Linked DNA regions of Zea mays: region 2 is linked to region 1. A link is a contact called in public Hi-C data. All regions are on one chromosome and are shown on one strand. The core of a region is the stretch at or near the end of the contact, and the rest is flanking DNA. Distances in the headings are between cores, read along the strand shown.

Evidence for each region. Hi-C and Micro-C count contacts between places; a contact is called where the count stands out from the background.
Region 2: a contact with region 1 is called in a Hi-C map of leaf, with 4 times the contacts expected there. The contact joins the promoter of LOC100281312 here to the promoter of LOC100278939 in region 1. A contact is called at or near these places in 3 of 25 Hi-C or Micro-C datasets (ear and leaf).

What each region holds. Positions count from the first base shown.
Region 1 is chr3:55,980,257-55,985,113 of Zm-B73-REFERENCE-NAM-5.0, reverse strand. It overlaps LOC100278939 (RING-H2 finger protein ATL3), which reads right to left and starts at 2,585. Exons shown (of 1, transcript NM_001174227.2): 1 at 1,482-2,585. The coding sequence starts at 2,537. The coding sequence ends at 1,773.
Region 2 is chr3:56,174,780-56,179,636 of Zm-B73-REFERENCE-NAM-5.0, reverse strand. It overlaps LOC100281312, which reads right to left and starts at 2,226. Exons shown (of 1, transcript XM_023301970.1): 1 at 404-2,226. The coding sequence starts at 1,183. The coding sequence ends at 728.

The DNA of each region.
Region 1 (4,857 bases), core at 1,336-3,835:
CAGAGCATCCGACAGGCGAAACAAACGAAAAGCAGATAGACAGCCCGATGCGAAAGGTCTCAACACTTTATCGTTGTCGGGCTCAAGGCACAGACAAGCTCCGACTTCCAATCTTGACCCTCTGCCCTGCCTCCGGTTTTAGCCCGACCTGCGAAACATTCTGGACTACGAAGAAGGGAGGTTTGCCTCATGTTATCGTTGTCGAGTCATATCCCCTGACGTAGCAACTCCGGCTTCACGTTACAAAACCCCACCTCCACTCGCAAACCAGGCGCCGAGAAGCGAAGCAACGGCCGAAGGCAAAGACGTGGCCGAGACGAACTTAAGAAGCGACGCCTTCAGGAAGGGAGTGACGTCACCGTGACGCCATCGTCGCCTGTCCGCGATGGACCGGGCTTTCACCCAAGGAAGATAGCGCTGGGATGCGACGACCTCAACAGGGGAAGCGGCACCCATGGGTGTCACCGTCGCCGAGACTTTCGCTCAAGAGCCCCCAGCACAGCGTCTGGCCGAAACCTCGAGACACAGCAAGCTGCCTTCACCATCGTCGCTGCCCCGACGCCCCACACAATGATGAAGATTTTGGGGCCTGTTGCCACCATCACCACCTTGCACAAGCCCGAGCCACTAGCCGACGCTGCCGCAGACGAGAGGAGGTCCCGCCACCGCCATTCTGGTCGACTTTGTAGGCCTGTCGATGCACCAACGCCGAACTCCACCCGGCTCATGCACTGGCCCGGGACCAGCCTGCCGGCGCCTCCGATGCTGGCACGCGGAGGCGGTCGACCTCACGCGCGCCAGATCCAGCCCTTCGCGCATCAGCTGCGCAAGCACGCAGACCAGGCACCCCTCCAGCCCCCTGAGCAGCAGCGATGGGCGGACGCCGCCGCCGTGGGCTAGCTAGGGGCACGATGATACCGCCGCTGCCTCCACCACTAGCTGCACGAGCAACCCGCCAGCTAGCTCCGGCGTTGAGCCGCGCCTAGGTCCCAAGCCAGCAGCGAACCATGGTGGCCCTCCATGCCGGGAGCCGGAGAGCGTCGTCGGACGGGTCCCATGCGGGGACAACTGGATCCATGGCAGGGGACCATAGATCCAAAGACGAGCTCCCCGGATCTGGCCGAAGACGCGCCGGAGCCCCACCCAACGTCGACGAAGGGGAGGGAGAGAGGAGAGCAGGGTGGGGAGGGGACGGAGAGAGAAGAGGAGGCACGAGTGGGAGGTCGCGGAGAAGCCGACTTGGGTCGACAGCCACCGCTAGCCGCCACTGCCGCCGGCTGCGACGGCACCGGCCGGCAAGGGCAAGTGTGGAGTGGACCGGTGGTGGCGCGGCCTGGTTGCCTGCCCCCGAGACGCCCCAAGCGGAGCGACGCGAGGGCGTCCTTTACTGCGAGCACTTTGTTTACATATTGTAACGTGATAGATAATTGATAACGTTAGATTATATTTGTTTAGATTCAGCCGAAATAAAATATCACATTAGTAGCTCCACCTATTCAAATTTATTACAACTATCAATCATTAATGTTGTGAAGCAAATAGCATCCAAGCAGTTTACATGTCTCGAGTCAACGTCGAGACAGATATGTCCATGAGTTCGTCCGCAAAAAATCGTACTACAAATCATGGCAAAACACAGCTGGCATCACCAACAAATCTATGTACAGTCTAATGGCAGAACGCTCCGAAACAATCGAGGTGTCCATGTGCGAAAATCAGAGGAAGCTTCCGAGGTCCTGTAGTCTGTGGCTGTGGGAGCCAATGGAGCCCTGTCAGAAGGAAGAGAATCGGGTGGAAGCAAAGACCCGCCTGGCTTTCTCAAGATCCCGGCCGCTATGCAACCTCCCCATCACCGGCACTACCGTGGATCCATTGGGCGTCGCGGCGACGGCGTCCCCGGCCACGTCTATCCGCACCTCCTCCGACAGCGCCCCGCCCTCGGCTGGCACGATAGCGCCCGGCGCCACGACGACGACGTCGGCGCGGCAGAGCGGGCACGTGGCGTTCCCCCGGAACCAGGCGCCAATGCACTCGATGTGGAAGCGGTGGCCGCACCGCGGCAGCGCGCGGGCCTTCTCCCCGGGCTCGAGCTCCGCGAGGCAGACCGCGCAGTCCCCGCCCCCCGCATCCGCGCCCGCTTCGATCAGCACGACCGGTATCGCGGCGAGCACAGCGGAATCGAGGCCGCGATGGGGGGGAGGCGCTCCCTCTCCGTCACCGTCGCGGCGGTCCTCGTCGCCACCGGCGATGGCCAGGCTCCGGAACAGCCGCCGCTGGTTGCCGCCGAGGCGCCGCCGCCGTGTGCTGTTGTAGAGGTGCAGCGCGACGAGCGCCAGGAGCACGCCCGCGAACGCCCCCGCCGCGGCGAGCAGGATCTTGCCAGTCATGGCGTAGTTCGTCGGGTCGGTCACCTGCGGTGGGCTGGGGACGTGCGGCTTGGAGAACGGCAACCTATACTCGGGACTCCCTTCGCACGAGACCGCCTCCTCGCTCGCCTTGGGGCCGTTGCCGTTGCCGTCGCCGTCGCTGACGCCCATGTCTGATGGTCGAGCGCTGCGCTCACCGAACTGAGCTGTGGTTTCGCGGATGATTTGGGTGTGGTGAGTTCGGTGAGCAAGTTACTTATAGTACGTGATTTCATGACTGAAGTGCCCTTGGTAATGCTCGGAACATTGGGATGGAAATCAAAGGGGTAGCCTCGGGTTTTCAGCATTGGCTGGACGTCTAGAGTAGCACAGCAAGTCAGCAACAGTCCGTCTCCGTTCCCCGGGCCGGGGCTCACTGGCTGACCGCCCGTACGCCGTGTGAGGACAGGCGAACGGCCGTGATACGTTCACCGGGCGGTTCTAGGCGCACGGTCAAGAGAGTTGACTTTGATTAGGAGCATCAACCAACCAGGTCCAGTCCAGGTGGTAGTGGGTGTTCGTCTCCTCTGCTCTTTCCACAATGGATGTCCTCTCTTTAACTACTACTCCCACTGGGACATGGAAGCCCTCCCTTGCCGTGATTTGGACCCGGGCAAAATTTCTCAGGGACTGGGGAGCAGACGGCGACAGGCAGCGCGGGGGCGTGGTCGGCCCTGACCGATCGACCTGCGAAGCTTCGCGGAAGCGAGGCGTCCGCCAGCCACGTCACAGCTTCTGTCCTCGCCTGCTTCAGCGAGAAGAGGAAAGTGACCTTGCCCCTCTTGCCGGACCCCATCGAGGGCCCACGGCCGTCTTTAGAAATATACAGGCCCCGTAACGACATCAACGGGCCCCTATATATATATATATATATATATATATATATATATATATATATATATATATATATATATATATATATATATATATATATATATATATATATATATATATATATATATATATATATATATATATAAAAGTTTATATGTATAGTATAATTAAGACATGCTTTCACTAACTCAAATAATTTAGATATGTATGGTTCTAGTAACTAATGTTTAGCTCGTATCATATCATATATTTGAATGTCTATTACGAGTATTAAATATAGTCTAACTATAAAACTAATTACACAACTGAAAACTAAAGGATGAGACAAATTTTATTAAGCCTAAGTGACCTATGATTAGCAAATGTTTAATGTAGCACTACATAAGCAAAACGTGGACTAATTAGGTTTAATAACTCTGTCTCGTCGTTTAGTTCTTATGTATATAATTAGTTTTTATAAATAGACTACATTTAATTCTCGTTTGTGTACTTAGTTTTATAATTAACTGTATTTAATGTTTCTAACTAGCATCTAAATATCCTACGTGATAGGAACTAAAATTTAGTCTAGAGAACCAAACAGTACCTCAAACTCTACCTTCGGTAGCTGTGGCGCTTGGTCAGAGATCGTGGGTTCTCCTCGCTAAAGTTTAGTTCGTCTCTCGTTCGATGTTTAAATATAAATTGAGTATTAAATATAATTTAATTATAAAACTAATTATATAGATAAAGATCAAACTTCAACACAAATTTATTAAGCCTAATTAATTTATGATTAGCAAATATCTACTGTAGCAGCACATGATCGAATCATTGACTAATTAAATTTAATAGATTTGACTTACCGTTTAGTCTTTCTTTATATAATTAGTTTTGTAATTAGACTATATTTAATATATCTAACTAGTATTTAATCATTAAAAGTGACGGGTCTAAAATTTAACCGTGGATCCAAACTAGTATTCCTACACTCGAGTCTCGTCACAGTGGTCCTCATTGTGGCTGCCGCTGGCTCTTGTAGACACAAGAATTATAGGTTGTGCTGTGCGGTAAGATGTGAAAGGTAGCGAGGGACAGAGATGGCAGCCGCCCTCATATTTCACCTTTTATTTTAAATTTTACTCTATAACAATATTATCTGCAATACAAAATAATGTTTTACATGATCACAGCCTAAAGCTAGTGAGACTGTCTCTAAAACACCGTAAATGTTTCTAGAGTATTAGGCTATCTCCAACGGTTTCCCTTATACTACATGTACTTTCTATTATATTTTACAATATCACTCTAAAAAATTATACTTCTACTATGTAGAGTATATCTCCAACCATTTGCCTTATCAATTCCCCCTAAACAAGGAAAAGAGGATAAAAAACAACCGCCAGATTTGCGTTGAAGCGAACAGTGCCTCCCCTTTCCATCTCCGACGGGCTCACCTTCAGGTCATAGCACGCCTTCTCTGACTCCTTCGAGCTCCCTCCAGCGCAGATTTCGCTCCGGCCTCCGGCAAGCTCCCGTCGACGCAGCTACACTACTCCATGCTCCCATCGGCATAGCTCCGCTCTTCCTCGCACCCGTTGGCGCATCTCCACTCCTCCAATCTCCCGAAATTGTAGCT
Region 2 (4,857 bases), core at 977-3,476, 190 kb before region 1:
CATATCCTCGAGAGCCACGGTCGTCGTCGTCGTGTCCGTTACGCCACTGCCCTTGGTGGGCCCCACCTCCTCCGTGGCGACGACGACGCTGGCCCGGCAGAGCGGGCATGTGGTGTGCCGCCGCCGCAGCTATAGATGGCCAAACGGGCCGCCCGGCCCGGCACGGCACTAAGCACTATTAGGCACGGCACTATTAGGCACGGCACTATTAGGCACTATTAGTAATCGTGCCGTGCCGTGCCGGCACTAGTGCCTAACCAGCGGCCCAGGCACTACACTATAGTGCCTAATCGTGCCGTGCCGGCACTATACGACACTAATATCTAATAGTGCCCGTGCCAGCCCAGACACTATTTCATTTTAAAAGATAAAAAAATATAGAAGATCTTTAAGATTATATATATAATTTTAAAACTTGAATATTTATATCATTATAAAGTGAATTCATTATGTGTAAATCACAACAAATAACAATGTACAACCCCATACACATATCACAATCACATTTATAAACCACATGTTGGTCTAAGTCGTGCCTAACCGTGCCGGCCAGTTAATCGTGTCGTGCTCGTGCCAGGCCATCGTGCCGGGGTGGCGGCCCAAGCACGGCACTAGACTCGTGTCGTGCCGGCACTGGCACTATATGAATCGTGCCCGTGTCGTGCCGAAGCACTATGGGCCGTGCCGTGCTTAGTGCCGGCCCATTTAGCACGGCCCGTTTGGCCATCTATAGCCGCAGCCAAGCGTCGACGCACGCCGCGTGGAACCGGTGCCCGCACCGCGGCAGCGCGCGCCCTTCGTCGCCGTCCCGCAGCTCCGCGATGCACACCGCACACTCGGCGCCGGCGCCGGACCCGGAGCGCACGACGAACGTCGGCAGCGACGCCACGATGCGACCGTGCTGGTCCTGGGACGATAGCGGCGACGGCGGCGTCGATGTGGAAGACGCATCGTCGTCGTGGTCCGTGGGGTTAGCTGCTGAGGGGGACGCGGCGCTTCTGCGGGAGAACACCCTCCAGAAGTAGAGGTAGACGAGGGCGACGAGCACGACATTGACGACGACGAGGCAGGCCGTCATGCCGCGGCCGTGCGGACCCCACCGGATGCTGCTGGAGGTGGTGCTGTATGCCCTGTCTGTGCCAGGATCAGTGTCACCATAGGAGCTTGAGCTCTGTCCTGACATGTCGATTGGCGAGTAGTGAACTGGTGATGGCCGATGGGTCTATACAGGCTCATTAACCAAGAACTCAGAGTGTCAGGCAGAGGAAAGTGTTCGCGAACAAGAACTTTGATCAGCCAAAACGAGGTGGGGAGAAGGAGCGGAAGAACAGGAACGGAGCAGCGAGAGCGAGACAGACACAATCATCAAGATAGCGGTGAGTGCGCGTGGCGACTGGCGACCAATAGTCTCCGGAGATATAAATGTTCCTAGACATCGGGTCCTAGTCGGCATATCACCTGTTTGCCGAAGGTAATCAAAAACTAATAAATTTTAACCACTTTATGATTTAATTTGTTTTAGGGATAACCGATTCATATTTGCCAAAGGTTATTAATATAGACTAAAGAGAGAACGAGGAAGTTTCGGCATCAACGTCTAGCTGAAGCATCTTGCGGCACAGAAAGGAAGCACCAGGGAAATAAAGGAGGGATTAAGGCCTCGTTCCTTTAGTTTGAGGATTAAAATTTAGTTAGCAGACTAAAGTTTAATTCCTACCCTGTTTGGTTTTCCTGTTTGGTTTTAGGGATTAAAATTATTCAAAACACATTAAATGAATCATAAGAGAACTAAAATATCCCTTACATTCTCCCACCATTAGTGTATCTAAAATAAAGGAGAGACAAAAAGTAGAATTTATATGGTTTAGTCCCTTTTAGTCACCCCTTGAGGCACTAAAAACTAAAATAGTTTAGTCCATGTTTTAGTCCCACTGTTTGACAATTTAGGGACTAAATGTGACAAATTGAGGGACCAATCTTTAGTACTTCAAACTAAACGGGCCTTAATTTGCATCCGCATAACGTTTGCAAAGGGAAAAGACGATGATGGTCATAGATGTAATTTTATATTAACTTGTATACCCTCACGTCCTTATAAATAGATGAACAGTACTCATACGTAGGGATGACTCCTTTTCTCAAAGAGAAAACGCTGTAATAATTGGAGTTCTTGAGCATTCGAACATTTGAGCATTCGAACATTTGAGCATTCTTCGAATTCTTGGAGGGTACACTTGTAATAATTGGTAATCGACAAAGGATAAATAAAGAAATAAATTTACAGTATATTGACTCAAAGCCTCAGCCCTGTGTTTTATTACATATTTATGGTTATTCAACCTGTTCCCTTTAATCTATTCTACCCTTAAGAATAGATTAAAGGGAAGAAGATCTTGTCACTTTAGTTGTGTTGCTCTGTTTTAGTTCTCTTCAGGAATCTTAACAAATGATCAACATTGGCGCCCATCTCAGAGTGGAGATTTCTATGGTGATATGGATCCTCTAGTTGCTCGTCTTGTTGCGTCATGTGGCACAATATACTTCCGATGCTTCGTCAATTTGTCATTGCAAGTGAGGAATCTGAAGCATTTTCCCCTCTGCTTCTCAACTTGACGTTGAATGGCTTCAAGATTTTGGATTTCTTGGTCGAGGTCATCTTGTGGTGGAGGGTCCACAACCTCGCTCTTGACTTTTCCTAGATCACGTCTTTCGAGAAGATGTGCTTCTTCAATTTGATTTTGATCTATAGGACTAATAACAGAGCCCACAACTATACTTTTCTTTGGAGGCATGACGAATGACTTGTTTTTGTTGTGGATTCACTAGAGGTGGGCGCCAATATTGATCACCTATTCAGATTCTTGAGGAGAACCAAAACAGGGCAACATAATTAAAGTGACATGGTCTTCTTCTCAATAATCTACTCTCAAATAAGGGTGATTAAAGTAAGAATGTTTAGATACGAATAATAAAATGATACAAAGACGAAACCGCAACATAACACATGTTTACTTCGCTTGTTTCTTTTACCTGATTACATGTAATTATAGGTATACCTTCGAATAAGCTTACGGAAGTATGTCCTCTGCCCAAAAGGAGTGGGGCCTCTACATGGGCACTGTACCTCTATTTATAGAGACAACACGATATACAACTTCCTATGAAATTACAATTATGGCCTTGATCCCTATACATGTAAACTACAAAGCCTCTGAAGAGTACCATCGTCTTTTTTCCTTAGGGACGTATCGCACATGCATCCAAAGCCTTCCTTCGTCCACCCAGTCCAATGCTTTATGCCTTGCTCAAGTCAAGATGCTAAAGCTCTAAGCTTCGCCTCATATTTATGGATGCCATCAGGACGAAGGTGATCTTATCACTCCTGAAATAAACTCAGAGATGATTAATGTTTCAGTGTTTTGAGGACCTTTGGTTAGAGCAGGCTCCCAAAACTAGCCCCTCGTGGTATTAGTTTGTTTTCTTAATGACCTCATACCACGAGATGAACAAAAGAGGTCTCGCGCTAAGGGTCCAAAAAACACCTTTTTGAAGCTCATTATTGAAAACGAACTCTTGAAAATACATCTTTACAGATGAATGACATGGGAGGTCCACTTGCAGTGGGTGGGCACTATGTGATTCCTCGAATTTTGTGTCGTTTACCTATATAATAAGATGTGCTCCTGGTAGAGAAGCACGACATTTACTGTTGTTGCCAACCTGCTGCCATTGTTCTCTCTACGTCCGAAGCTCTTTTAGCTTATTGCTTTTTTTGCGAACTTTGTGCTTTGCCAGTATCGTGCTCTCACAAATGGCTGGGAATAAATCGGGTACTAAGTTGGCCACTATGGCATCTTTGGATGTGGCTGGGAAGATTGAAGATGTCCCAGCCACTTAGAGTGGTGCTTTGGTTAGCTTGATTGAAGCTTCTGCTATAGCAGAGGAAGATGACATTGAGGATATTTGGTCAACCTCGCAGAAGTGGAGTCTGGCAAGGATAGTAAGGAAGCTGAGTTTGAAGATGACAATGATGTTCAGCCATCAAAACCGAGCCATGTGTTCTTCGAAAAATCGAAAGGAAGTACATGTTGAGGTGATGAAGAGGCAAGACTATATTGGTAGTACTAATATGATCAGGCTTGGGGTGGAAGATAGTATTCCTCAGCCTCAATGGAATGTGATTGTAGCACTCTGAAACTTCTTTACGACAGGGCTTTGGTTCCCATTACATAAGATGGTCATCGAAGTTCAAAATGTGTTTGAAATATACCTTCACTAGCTAACACCCAATGCTATCATGAGGCTTGGGCTTTTTATCTAGGTAGTGTGGAGCCAAGGCACCGAGCCGAACGTAGTGTTTTTGTCAGATTCATGAGCTTCATTATTAGACGAAAGCAACCATAAAAGAAATACTGCACAACAACTTTGGTTGTTATAATTTTCAATATTTGGAAGAAGCTTATTACTCTGCTCTAGCCTATAGGAGCAAATGGCCTAACTCCTGAATCGAGAAATGGTTCTATGTAAAGCACGACTTAGAGAAGAGGGGGGCATTTAGGGAAGTTATTCAAAGGCCAACACTGCCATGCTTTGGCATTAAGTAGCATATACGTTTAGTTAAGGATGAAGCACAAACTGTCGTGGTCAGAAGGTCTTCTTTGGATCACAGTTAACTTCAGAGCAGGATGGAAGCTTGAAAAGTTCCTATTCCACAATGAAGATTTCTTTGCTTGGTCAGCTAATTACTTATGTGGGGTTGACAATAGCATTATTTAACATGCCCTCAATGTGGACCCTAACATCAAGCCAAGAAAATAAAAGCTTTAGGAGATGTCTGATGACAAGGCTGAAATTGCA